3 separate regions of the Mus musculus genome follow, and regions 2 and 3 are each linked to region 1. The links are chromatin contacts, called in public promoter capture Hi-C maps. All regions are on one chromosome and are shown on one strand. Each heading gives the region's core, a stretch centred on a gene start, on an enhancer-like site or on the middle of the called end of the contact. The rest is flanking DNA. Distances are from core to core; before and after follow the strand shown. Region 1 holds the start of Birc5 (baculoviral IAP repeat-containing 5). Region 2 holds the start of Fdxr (ferredoxin reductase). Region 3 holds the start of Tmem94 (transmembrane protein 94).

What was found. Promoter capture Hi-C pulls out the DNA fragments that hold promoters and counts their contacts.
Region 2: a promoter capture Hi-C map of liver shows a contact between it and region 1, with 4 times the contacts expected there. The contact joins the promoter of Fdxr here to the promoter of Birc5 in region 1.
Region 3: a contact with region 1 is called in a promoter capture Hi-C map of pre-B cells, with 2.3 times the contacts expected there. The contact joins the promoter of Tmem94 here to the promoter of Birc5 in region 1. A contact is called at or near these places in 2 of 39 promoter capture datasets (hippocampal neurons and pre-B cells).

The regions. Positions count from the first base shown.
Region 1 is chr11:117,847,316-117,851,802 of GRCm38.p6, forward strand. Birc5 (baculoviral IAP repeat-containing 5) reads left to right here and starts at 1,922. Exons shown (of 4, transcript NM_009689.2): 1 at 1,922-2,146; 2 at 2,439-2,548. The coding sequence starts at 2,036.
Region 2 is chr11:115,275,041-115,279,527 of GRCm38.p6, forward strand. It overlaps Fdxr (ferredoxin reductase), which reads right to left and starts at 1,929. Exons shown (of 12, transcript NM_007997.1): 1 at 1,769-1,929; 2 at 1,039-1,142. The coding sequence starts at 1,847. Fads6 (fatty acid desaturase domain family, member 6) reads right to left here. Exons shown (of 6, transcript NM_178035.5): 6 at 3,587-4,487.
Region 3 is chr11:115,763,619-115,768,105 of GRCm38.p6, forward strand. It overlaps Tmem94 (transmembrane protein 94), which reads left to right and starts at 1,815. Exons shown (of 32, transcript NM_028014.3): 1 at 1,815-1,935.

The sequences.
Region 1 (4,487 bases), core at 672-3,171:
CAAATCCCACATACAAGTACACACTTTTGAGCTGGGCTGGAACGATAGCTCTTTGGCAGAGTGCTGACCTAGCATGCATGAGGCCCTGTGTTTAAATCAGGCATGGTGGTGTGTGCCTATAATCCCAGCATTTGGGAGATGAAGGCAGGAGGATCAGAAGTTGTTTTATGAATTCAAGGCTAGCCTGGGCCACACTAGACCCTGACTAGGGTTTTTTCCTTTTGTTTTTGACTCCAGTTGGGCACGGTAACGACGACCTATTATTGTAGCACTAGGGAGTGTTGCTTGGTTTTTGCGCTACCACACTTCTGCTTCCCTTCCAACCTCCCAATGCTAGGAAAGAAAGGAGGTTAGAGGGGAAGGGGCGTAGACCTCTTTAGGCTACTTCCTGTTGATTTGGGATACTGGGCTCCTTGGGGCCTGTCCAGTCTTCTTCATCATTAGAATATCCAACTTCTTGTCTCTGCTTATGAATATTTGACAAACTGCAACAACAGTAACCAGGAGCAGCAGGTGGAGCAGCAGCAGGGTCGGGGAGCAGGAGCAGCAGCAAGCAGTGGGAGCACGGGGAACAGCAGGGGGAGGAGCAGCCTCTTCAGAGCACCCCTGTCTCTCTCAGGGCTCAAGGCATTTATACCCTCTAAAGACTTCCCAGAATTCCAAACAATAAACGCTCTCCTGAAGTTGGCAAAAATCACACCCTTGCGCAAGGCAAACCCTAATTATTTGCTGGGAAGCCACCTCTTACTCCACACCTGGGATTAAAACAAAAACACATTCATAAAACATAACTGGGCTTTTAGAGAAACTCAAATTCTCACTACAGGGAAGAGTCCTATCTGAACCGGGCCATGAGAGAGGAGAGGAAGAGATGAGAGAGGGAAGAGGACCAAGAGAGAAGTGGAAAGTTTCAGACCAAGGGAGCAAGCTGTAGAAATGGCTGGTCTATACAGGGAAGAGAAGCTCAAACGCTGGACTGGTGAGGTTTAGGATAGGGGCAGGGTGAGAAGAGCTGGGGGGAGCCACAGGAATTGATACTTGATCCATGTTTCTTCGGGACGTGACAAAACCCCTCTTGTTCCAGCTGCCTATGTGGTATGATCTGTTCTTCCTCACAATCTGTGAGGTGGCCTGGAGCTCATTGGAGGCCCACTGGCAGGAAGCCTACTGAGATTTATTGAAAAGGAAACCGAATTATCAGGGCACTCGTTTGCAACGCCAACCTGGGCTGTGTTCGGGGCATGCCCAGCCTGCTGTCTGCAGTGTGAAGCTCTTTAGAAGCCACTGCAACCACAGGCCGCCCGACAGGAACAGAGACACTGAAAACGGGCCCGCAGCAAGGCAGGCTCAGCAGCCAACAGTCACACCCAGGAAGCAGTATTTTTCTTCTGCTCCTGGACTCTCTTGCGGTGTATGGCTGCTTCCCTTTGGTCTGAGCCAGGCCGATGGTCTCAGAAATAGACACCCATTGACTTTCTTTTCCAGCGCTGGGACATACAGACCCCGCCTCCATCCCAGGGTGTCTATAGGAAGGATGGCGGCTGCTGCAGGGAGGAGGGTCTCCTGTCTTCCTAAGGGCGCCCCTCCACCAGCCTGTGGGTGGGTCCGAGGCACTTCCATTCCGATATCTAGCTGGCCAAATCCTGCAAACCTTGAGGCAGGAAGAACCTGCAGAGCACATGGGACTTGCAGCGGACATGCTTTAAAGAGGTGCCCCAGGCCCGTCCACCGCCCTCGGCCACCCTCCGTGTCCTCTGGGGAGCAGCTGCGGAAGATTCGAGTCAGAATAGCAAGAAGGAACCGCAGCAGAAGGTACAACTCCCAGCATGCCCTGCGCCCGCCACGCCCACAAGGCCAGGCGCAGATGGGCGTGGGGCGGGACTTTCCCGGCTCGCCTCGCGCCGTCCACTCCCAGAAGGCAGCGGGCGAGGGCGTGGGGCCGGGGCTCTCCCGGCATGCTCTGCGGCGCGCCTCCGCCCGCGCGATTTGAATCCTGCGTTTGAGTCGTCTTGGCGGAGGTTGTGGTGACGCCATCATGGGAGCTCCGGCGCTGCCCCAGATCTGGCAGCTGTACCTCAAGAACTACCGCATCGCCACCTTCAAGAACTGGCCCTTCCTGGAGGACTGCGCCTGCACCCCAGAGCGAGTGAGTCCCAGCTTCCAGCGACTCCACCCTGGGCCCGACGGTGCCTTAGTTGTGTGACCCGGGATCAGAACCCGCTATCCCCACCCTCGCTTCGTACTGTTAGCCAGGCTGCTTTGCTCTGCTCTGTCCTCCACGAGGCCACCCCCCCCCCCCGCTCTCCCCACCCTCTGCCTGAACCACTGTTAGCCTCCGGGCCTCTTCCCACTGTCCTCAGTTCTCGGCCCGGAACGATCTCTGGGAATCATGGGATAAGGTCAGACTGTTGATCCCGCTCACGAGCTGTCATTTTCAGATGGCGGAGGCTGGCTTCATCCACTGCCCTACCGAGAACGAGCCTGATTTGGCCCAGTGTTTTTTCTGCTTTAAGGAATTGGAAGGCTGGGAACCCGATGACAACCCGATGTAAGTCCCACAGGCTACTCTCGGTGGGTTTCCTGGTGTTCCCCTTCCATTGAGAGCCTTTTGGGTTGAACTGGAGTTGGGACAAACCATTTGTATTTAGTAGAAGAGCATGCTTCTTGCTCAAGTGTTCCAGTTATACAGCTCAGACTAGTCTTGAATTCTCAATTTCTGCCTTGGTTTCCTGAGTGTTGCCAACATGCATGGTTTTGCCTGAGGTTTTTTTGTTGTGTTTTGTTTTTGTTTTAAAACAGGGTTTGTCTGTGCAGCCTTGGCTGTCCTGGAACTCACTCTGTAGACCAGGCTGGCCTCGAACTCAGAAATCCGCCTGCCTCTGCCTCCCAAGTGCTGGGATTAAAGGCGTGCAGCACCACTGCCCAACCAAATTTTTAAATATGTTATTATTACTTAATTTATATTTCTATTTGTGTATGTTTGGATGTGGGTGTCATGGTGGATGTTGGTGTCAAGACAGCTTGGGGGGATAACTTCTCTCTTATTGTGTTGGTCCCTGGAATTGAGCTCAGGTGAGCAGGTTTGGCAGCAAGCATCCTCACCTGGGCCATTTCAGTGGCCCCTGTTTGGTTTCAGACCCCAGGAGTAGGAACTGAGGTGCTTATTCTACATATCAAAGCAGACCTGGACTCCAGGCTCTCCCAGCATCCCTCACTCCCTCCCTGGCATACTTTGCCCCCAACTCTGAACTTCCAGCCCAGGAACTGGGCAGCCCTTCCCCCCAGAGGCTCCACCCTATATAATCCAGGCATTTTGGACTTCTCTTCTTCTCTCTCTACATGTGTTCTTTCTCTCACCTTCCCATGGTGACTCCCCTGGCCTCAGTCCTTGAGCCCAGTGAATTCACCTGGGAGCAGCTTTCCAATAAACCTGCATTTCATAACATCTAATCTGGCTTGAATTGGTTCATTTAACCAGCAGAGAAATAATTTATAATCCTGGACTATGATTCATTAAAAACAGGTCTATTGAAATATAATCCATCTACTGCAAAAATCAGTAGCTTAGTGACTTTTTAAGGTCTTTTTAAAAATCTAAAAAAAAAAAAAAAATTAAAAAAAAAAAAAAGGCTGAGAGCTGGCTCAGAGGTTAAGACCACTTGTTGCTTTTACAGAAGACCCAGGTTTGGTTCCCAGCACCCACCTGGTGGCTCACAATCAATTACAACTCCAGTCCCGGAGGATCTGAGGCCCCCTTCTTGCTTCTGAGGACACTCAGCACACATGGGACACATCTACACAGAGCACTCATACATGCAAAGCAAAATTTAAAAAGAAAAAAAAAAGACTTAATGTTGTCTGTCTTTAGAGCTTACAAGCTGTGTTCTAACTGCAGTCCTGCATTGAATGCTGTGACGTACCATATGCAGGACAAGTCCTCTCACGGGCGTGTGTGAGTTAGCGGAGTTCCCTGAGTAGACGTGTGCTAAAGCTTTATGAACATTCCTGTAAAGTGGAATGATTTCTAGCAGGTCTTTGGAGGAATTCAAACAATCTTGTGTGTGTGTGTGTGTATGCATATGTACATGTATGTATAATATACATGCGAAGGTTGAGGGACAATTTATAGACATTGGATCTGTCTGTCTCTTCTGTCTTTCTACTATGAGAGTCCTAGGATGGGACTCAAGCTGACAAGCTTAGTGAATTTTATTTTAAAAAAATGTTTATGTTGGGTATGTCTTAGGATTTCTTTTGTTTGTTTTTATTTATTTTATTGGTTTGTTATTTGTGGGTTTTTTTGTTTTGTTTTTGAGACTGGGTTTTTGTTTGTTTGTGTGTGTGTGTGTGTGTGTGTTTGTGTGTGTTTTTGTTTTTCTTTTCTATGTAGCTCTGGCTATCCTGGAACTTTGTAGACCAGGCTAACTTGAACTCTGCCTCCTGAGTGTTGGAATTAGGGGCAGTCACCACCACTGCCTGGTCTTAGG
Region 2 (4,487 bases), core at 679-3,178, 2.6 Mb before region 1:
CAGGCTGACTCATGTCGGAACCTGGGAGCTTGCTGAAGCCCAGACATGACCTTTGGTGCTTCTCAAATATACATTCTCTAGGGACAGCTTCTGGTAGCGCTGACCTGTGTAGATCATGGTATGTAGCTGCAGAGTCATGCATAGGTCACTTCACAGCAGAGGTCTCCATGAGACCCTCCTAGTGTCAGCTCCAGGTAAACCAGGCCACTGGGTCACTCTGCCTTTCAAACATTTGTATGTGATATCAATATAATCATCGTTTTTTCTTCTGTCCCGTTGGTATTACAAGCCCCTCTAAAGTTCAGACACTGTCTTGTCTCAGTCAAGCTCAGTATTCCTTACTTTTTAAAATTACTTATTTTATCACTTTTAGTTATGTATGTTGTGTGTGTGCAAGAATGAAGGGCCAAGCAGAGGCCAGAAGAGGACATTGGGTTCCCTGGAGCTGAGTTGTGAGCCACTGTGTGGGTGCTGGGAACCCAACTCCCATCTTTTGGTCCTCTGTGAGACCATAAACACTCCTAACCACGGAGCCTTCTCTGCAGTACCCCGCCCCCTTCCTCTTTTGCTTTAAGGTCTGAGACAGAGTTTCCAGTACATCTGGCAACCTTGAGGCCCTGTCTGGCAAGACTAATACTGAAAGCTTTGAGACCTTGGCCTTTGTGGAAGAGAATGGTCGTGGGGAGGGCGCAAAGCTGCAGACAAGATTGCCTTGAAATATAAAATGCTGGAGATAAAGAAGCGTAAAGATAAGGGGAGGCGAAAGCCATCCCATTAGACTGAAAAAGACTTCCCTACAAAGCAGAAGACAGCTGCCCATCTGTCCCCAACCACCATCCATGGAACAAATGCATGTCTCTCACAGCTGAGGACCTAGGGCGCCTCAGCTATACCTGTGGAATCAGTTAGAAAGAACACAGCTTACATTAGTCAAAAGCCCCTTCCTTGTCAGACAAACCAAAGGGCTGGAGCCTACCCCCAGAATTGGGACAAGAAATGAATGGTAAGAAGGGAGCCTGGAAGGAGTGCCTCGCTTACCTTTAACAAGTGTTGGGCTGTGTAGAAGCCAGCTGGGCCACTGCCGACCACACAGATCTGAGGGGTCTTCTCCTGTGTGGAGAACTTCTGGCAGAAGCCTGGGGCTAGGTAGAGCAGGGGACAGCAGGGTCAAACCAACACCCTCCTACCACCCCAAACCAATTCTGTCCAGTTGCACCTTGCCTTCACCCTCACCTGCATCTTCCTTTTTCCGTTCCTCAAAGCTTCACCATTTCATCTGAATGCCAGAGCTGTCTTTATCCAGAACCCCATGTCTCACCCATGAACAATAACAAATAATCTGCCCCAGACCCCCTTATCCCCCAAGCTGTCCTGCACAGCACTATCTTTCTTGAGAGGTTCCTTATGTGATCTCATGTCTTCATATGCCCATCACGTTTCTATTTTGCTTTTTTCTAGCCCTTCTTTCCCCCACAGAACTCTATTGCTCATCTCCTCACCTCGAATTTGCCTGTCACCTCCGTTCACCTCGTATCACACATAAAGACCTCATGGTCTATCCTTTTAGCCTTTACTGAGCTGTCTTACCCAGGACGCCTTACATCTCTTTGCACAGATCCTCCCCTCTCCATCACTCCCATTTCTCCCGCAAGAGCAGACACGTTCAGCTTTGCCCCTCTCCAGCCCCGCCTCAGCTCTGCTCGGACCCCCGCTCTTGATCACAGGCCTCCCCTCGCCCTGGTGCAGCCCCCAAGAGCCCTGCTCCTACTCGGAGTGCTCCTGGAGGGAGACGGCCGAAGCCCAGACCACGCGGACCAGCGCCACCAGTGCCAGCAGCGAGGAGCCATGGCTGAGAAGTGCAACCAGCAAGCGGAAGAGCTAGCAATGACTCTAGTGCTGAGCGCAGGTCCAGCAGCCCGCCGAGGACGCTCCTCTGGACCCGCCCATCACTGGAGCCCCGCCCCAAGCCTCGCCTCCCGCTTGCTTAGAAACATCAACTTGGAGACTTCACCAAGATTTCCGAAATAACCACGCCCCCAAAGAGAACCATGCCCCCATCTCGCCAAGGCCCCGCCCCCAGAACGTCCAATCCTCAAAAGCTTATCAAATTTCTCCGGTCTTCCTAGTACCTCCAGATGCCGGAAGTCTAGATTTGAAGAAACGCGAATCCCCTATGCTGTTTCAGTTGCTCTTGAAGAAGGGAGCCAATTGGAAAGGAGCTTACTTTATGTAAAGCTTGCCGCTCGCTGATGACGCAATGCCCCGTTGTCGTTGTTTGAGTGATTTTTGTATCAGCCAATCAGAAGGCCAGAGCCCGGAAGTCTCGTGTATCCGCTATTCTTGACTCCTCGATTTTTAAGTCTGGATGTTGAACTGATGTAGCCTCAAACAGCTACTTGTGCGTGTCAGAGAAGGACAAGTGTTAAACTCTCAAGAGCTTATTTCTAGTCACCCTCTTCCCACGATGGGGGAGGAAACACGCGAAGAAGTTCCCCCTCTGGCACTGAGACCAGAGCCCGACCTTCGACCCTGGTCCGACAGTACAGGGATCAGGGTGAGACCGTACCTTAGGGGGCACCCAAAAGCTCAGTAGTCAAGGTAAATCATTCATATTCCATGTTTTAAAAGAAAATTGATGCAAAGCCTAAAATCAATATCTTTTAAAAGTTTTTTCTAACATTTATATATTTTATTACATTATTTATGGGGGCCGGTGTACACTTGCCACAGCGTTCGCGTGGTGTGTGGTAGTCAGAGGACAGCTTATAGGAGTTGGTTCCCTCCTCTACGTGAATTCCTGGGTTTCAGACTCATTTAAGGCTGAGGGCAAGCAACTTTACCCTCCAGCCGACCCACACATGTTTTCTACACAAGAACAGGACCTGAAGAAGGGTGAATGCTTAATGTGCACATGATCCTGGTTTCGATTACACCACAAAAAATATAATTAAAATAAGGGCAGGACCCATTGTCACCTCTAACCAGACAAGCCCAGTGCTTCTCTGAGAGTCCTTCTCCTTCTTGGAAGACTAACCTGTCATCCTCACAACATCTGATTCTTGTTTATTCTTGTTGAAGATTGAACCCAGGGACTTACAAAATTGCTCTACGTTTTAACTGCCCCCTGCCTCGCCCCGCCCCGCCCCGCCCCTAGCTGAATCTTCTATTCCATAATTCAGGTACAAAGCTAGCCTGGGCTGTATACAGAGTGGCACCTGATCTCACAAAACAGTATGCCACTTGTTTTGTGAGAGGGAAATGGCAGTAGGAACGTGGTCATACCAATGGAAACTGGCTTGACTGACCTGACTGTAATCTGGAATTCTTGGGCCAGATGAACGGCTAGGTGACAGCTTGGTGAACTTCATGCTGAGTCAGTCCATTTCAACTTTCAGGCTGGTCTGCTGGAGCCTTGTGTAGGAGCTTAATAATCCAGAAGTTTCCCCTGTTTTGTATTTCATATTTTTTACACTATTTTAAGAATGTTTTTAGCCATGCTGCGGTGGCACTGGGGAGGCAGAGGAGGGCAGAACTGTGAGTTCGAAGCCAGCCTGGTCTACAGAGAGAAGACAAAAGAACAACAACAAAAATGAAGGTTATTTTTAGTTGAAGTTTGACATACAGAGAAGTGCATTCATTCCCACCATAGTTGATGGGTTATGAGACTGTAGGTGTAATAATGTGACCTACAACCAGACTGAGAACCAAAACTCAGTATCCCAGAATCCTCTGCTCAACTAATCACTCCCCACTTTGTTTGTTTGTTTTGTTTTTCAAGACAGTGTTTCTCTGTGTAACCCTGGCAGTCCTGGAACTCACTCTATAGACCAGGCCAGCCTTGAACTGGTAGAGATCTGCCTGCCTCTGCCTCCCTAGTGCTGGGATCAAAGGTGTGCACCACCATTGATTGGCTCCACCACTTTCTTATTGAGAGGTAAATATGATTCTCTAACATGTCATTGTGTTTTACGCCTGCCCCAGAAGACTAGTAGGTAAGATAAATGCTGCCCACAAGCCTATACATAAATTATTTACGTATGTAGCTTATGTATGTGAATATTTTGTCTGCATGTACATCTGCACACTAGAATTTGGTGTCAGACGGTTGTGAGCTGCTGTGTGTGTGCTGGGAATTGAACTCAGGACCTTTGCATACTCTTAACCACTGAGCCATCTCTCCAACAATAATTTATTTACACATGTACTGTTTTGTTTTGCTTTTCAAGACAGAGTTTCTCTGTGTAGCCCTGGCTGTTCTGGAACTCACTCGGTAGACCAGGCTGGTCTTGAACTCCCAGAGATTCTCCTGCCTCTGCCTCCCAAGTTCTGGGATTAAAAGTGTGAACCATCATTGCCCAGTTTCTCTCTCTATTTTTATATACACCCGTCTCTCTGCCCTGTGCTGCTGCCTTGGAGATCAGAGGGCTTCGGTGAACATCTGTCATGGGTGCTGGGGATTGAACTCTGAGCCCCTGCAAGTGCTCTTA
Region 3 (4,487 bases), core at 565-3,064, 2.1 Mb before region 1:
TGTCAACGTGACACAAGCTAGAGTCATCAGAAAGGGGGGAAGCTCAATTCAGAAAATAGCCCCACAAATAACTTTTTACAAAAACAATAAAAATAAAAAAATAAAAAATTGCCCCGTAAGATCTGGGTGTAGGCAAGCCTTAGGACATTTGGGTGAGGGCCTACTGTGGGTGGGGCCATCCCTGGGCTGGTGGTCCTGGGTTCTGTAAGAAAGGCTGAGCAAGCCCCGGGGAGCAAGCCAGTGAGTGGCCCCTCCCCATGGCTTCTGCATCAGCTCCTGCCACCAGGTTCCTGCTCAGTTTTTCTTGTCCTGACTGAGTTCTTATCTTGACTTCCTTGAGGATGAACCAAAGTGTGAGCTGAATAAAGCCTTCCCTCCCTCATGCTTCTTTGATCATGGTGTTTTATCACAGCAAGCGTAACCTTAACTAAGGCAGGATTCCCCAAGGGCTCCAGGTTTTGTGGAATGAAGTAGAAAGACCCCAGACCCAGGTAACTAACCAGTTCTGTGCAACAGACAGGGAAGCAGCATGGGAAGGGAGTGTTTGGGCTAAAGTTTCACACGGGCATGTATTTGCATATTGGCTGGGGGTTTTGTTTGTTTGTTTTGAGACAGGGTTTCTCTGTGTAGCCCTGGCTGGCCTGGAACTCACTCTGTAGACCAGGCTGGCCTCAAACTCAGAAATCCTCCTGCCTCTGCCTCCTAAGTGCTGGGATTAAAGGCGTGTGCCACCACTGCCTGGCTGCATTTTGGCTGTTATTAGCTGCAAAGAAATGTAAAAGCTCAGAGAGCTACTGAACAAAGTACTCCAGCATGTTTAAGACTGTAGTGAGTCCATGTGGCAATGAGCCCTGAAAGTGGCTATGTGGCTATCTCCATCATGTTATGAGCATCTATGGTTATGTGGAGAGATTTGGACTTCTCCATCTGTAGTGATAAACTACAGATGTTTGTGTTGAAGGTTTGTGCCAAGGTTCTATGAGTGTTCAAGGTAACAGCTGAACTGGTTTAAACAGAGTTAAATCAGTAAAATGGCTTCTTGTCTAGCCGAAAAGAGGGATTGTAATCGCATGATTAAATTCATTATTATAAGGAAGGGGCTCTTTTTTCCCAGGACCAGATATGACCCTTTCTGACTTCATAAACAGAAAAAAAAACTTTTTTTTTTTTTTTCTAAAAGCAACCCTTCCAGACTTAGATCTCTGGGAAAATGGAAGTAAATACTGACACAGGCTTATTTTGTTTTCCCAAGAGAGGGTTCCCAAGCGATTTCTCTAATTAGTCTAGAAAAAAAAAGTTGTTTTCAAGCTTGTTTTTCCTTTTAGATTTCAAATGAACTGAGGGTGAAATAACAGTATTGCTTTAGATTCTCCAGCTTTGGTTGGTCCATAATATTAGTACTGAGGGACTTTTAAAGATTAAGGAAGAATTGAAGAAAATACAGATAAGGCGATTTTTCAAGGGCCTCATTAAAAAATAATAAAGGGCAGAAGGTATCACCTGACCATGGCTCTAGAAAAATTTAGTGGGTAAACTAATGGGGAGGAAATTGTATGATTGCCTCTAGTCTGGTTCTATAGCGCTAAAAACGCGGGAGCTTCGTGCCGGAGATAGGACCCAGGCTTCCCCGGATCGCTTTAGAGTAACAATCACACAATTCCGCCAGGCTCCCGGAGGGGCGGTGGAGGTTACAGCTGAGCGCACCAAACAGCCAATAACAAATCAGAATCTTCCGCCTACCTCGAATTTCAACCAATCAGCGTCGGGATCTTTGGCTTGTTGGCCTGCGCGTCTGTTGCTGGGGGAAGGCGGCAAGCCTCCTCAGAGTTGCCCACAACGGACATGGCTGCGGCCCCTGGAGGCGGGGAGGTGAAGTGAGGAGGGGGCAGGGAGGGGTGAGGACGCGGGCGAGGAAGACCGTCCGAGGGGGCCCCGGTAAGTACGAGAAGGCCCGCGGCCCGAAGTGGGGAGCAAGGGGGCGTGGGGCTCGGCCTGCTGCGCCCTCTGAGTTCCTACCCGAGGCGAGGAGCGCCTGGGGTGTGCACCTAGCAAGTGGCACCAAAGGGGGTGTCTCTCTGTGCTGGAGGAGAGGGGCCGGCCGGCGCCTGCCTGCAACTCCGGGCCGGCTCCTTCCCTCACGTCCTCAAGGGTTTTTTGGTTTGTTTGTTTTCGTTTTCTCATGTCCCCTCTCTGTCCTGGCTTGCCCCTTGCCGGGGTCCCACGTCAGAAATAAAGGTTGTGTCCAACAAAGAACCCTTGGCCCAGGTCCGCCGTGGCTGGGCCCCGGGCCAGCGACTGCCAATCCTGATGCCACGAGTGTTTATTTGTAGGCCCCTGGGTGTCCCCGGCCCAAATAAAGGCGGTTTTCTGCCACAGCGCGCGCTGTGCTCGCCGCCCGGAGTGGACGGGATCTCTGCACCCGCCCGCCTGCTAGACACTGCGAGGGACTTCCAGTTCAGTGCAAGGCTGCGATGTTGCAGTTGGGGCGTGCTTCCCCGATTTTAGAGTCACATAAAGATGCTTCGGAAGCCAGCGTAGCACCACAGCCTTTGCAGTTCTGTAAAGCAGTTTCCCTGTTTTTTCCCTACCGCGAAACCCTACAGTTAAAAGCCTTGGGGGAAGGTTCAGTACCTAAAGCAACAACAAATAAGAGTGACGGAGGGAATAGAAAAGTTTGACGGTCACTTTCAGAGTCAGACCATTGTACAGTGTAGGCTCATCCTGGAGAACGAATTAGCAGTTCAGACAGAGTCCCCGGACACTCTGCAGTGGAATGTCACCGGCTGTATTCGCTGTCACTTCTCTCTTGGCAGAATTACAAGCAGGGGAACCTAGAGTCTGGCGAGCACTGCATTAACAAGCTACCTCTTTGATAATCAGTACCCCCAGGTAGTTTGAGAGGTAACTGCCCTTGAACGCCCGCCTCTGCACATTCCACTTGGTATAAGACCTCAATAGATGGTTAGAAGACAGGCAGGAGGCTGGCCAGGCCACAAGAGGGAAAGAAATCAGAAAACACTTGACATTTCTATTTTAAGTGGCTAGGAAGTGCCAGCTCCCAGGGAAGAGAGTCAACCTCAACCGTTTGGAAGGCTTACCTCCTGAAGAACGAATTAGCAATAAAGGTCACAGTCCTTGTGCTCCTCCCTGCTCCTTTCCCCTAAATTGGACTCCAGAATCAATTTCTATACAGCAGTCAGATGCTTACTGCCGACACGCTAGGTATTATTTAACCTGTCGTGGTCAGTGAGCTGGAAAGACCTTCGGGGCCTCTAAGGACACCCCTGATTTCCGAGTGAGAAGGCTCCTGGTCTCCCACTGCACCTTGCGGTAACCGGTAACCCCGTGTCGGTGGTTTTTATTCCGTTGCTATTGTGTCTGTGTTCTGTTCACTGCGCTGTCTTCCATGGCTGAAAAGATAAGTTTCTGTAATAGGGTTTGAAAGTCTAGTTTGCAGGCGGGCTTAAGTGAAGTAAAGGTTAGGCCGCTGCAGAATCGGAAAGTTTTCCTTCCAGAAGACTCAGCCATTGTGGTTTGGTGATCAGGGGTTTGTATAATCATCAGCTTGGCCTGCGGCTGCCGGCTTGGTAGTAAACAGTGCTGGTCACATGGTGTGGGAAGGAGGGAAAGGGCCAGATTTCAACCCAACCTTGACGCTCTCTCCTCCCTAACCCTGGTACATCTCACTATGGAGTTGTTTTTGGTTTTTGTTTTTTCAAGACAGGGTTTCTCTGTGTAGCCCTGGCTGTCCTGGAACTCACTTTGTAGACCAGGCTGGCCTCGAAGTCAGAGATCCTCCTGCCTCTGCCTCCCGAGTGCTGGGATTAAAGGCGTGCTCCATCACTGTCCGGCCACTGATAGAGTTTTAACATAATCGTGTGATCTCGGTTTTTATAATTTCGGGATCCACTGGAAGAAGACTCTTGTGCTAAGCAGCCTTCCTTTGCGGGAAGTTCTCAGAACCTACCGGGAAACGAGGAAAGACGTTATTGATGAGAGACACAGAGGCGTATAAACCTGCCCTGGGCTGCAGCAAACTCAAAAGACAGCAGCACCGCTTTGGGAATGTTAGGCAGAGCCAGAGTTTGCTGGGTTTTTCTTTTTAGTAGTGGTGAAATAATGCATTTCCTGAGACTTAGCACAAGATCTGTGGCAGTTAGTACATTTGTGTTATTGTAAGACCACCACTGCCACCCATTTCTAAAGATTTATTTATTATATGTAAGCACACTGTAGCTGTCTTCAGACACTCTAGAAAAGGGCATCAGATCCCATAACAGATGGTTGTGAGCCACCATGTGGTTGCTGGGATTTGAACTCAGGTCCTCTGGAAGAGCAGTCAGTGCTCTTAACCGCTGAGCCATCTCTCCAGCCCCACATTACATTTTCTGTCTCTGTTGTTTTTGAATGTTCTAGAAAACTCATATAAGAGAGATCATGTGATTGTTCCTTGTGACAGCTCAATTCCTTTAGCTTGTTTTGAAGGC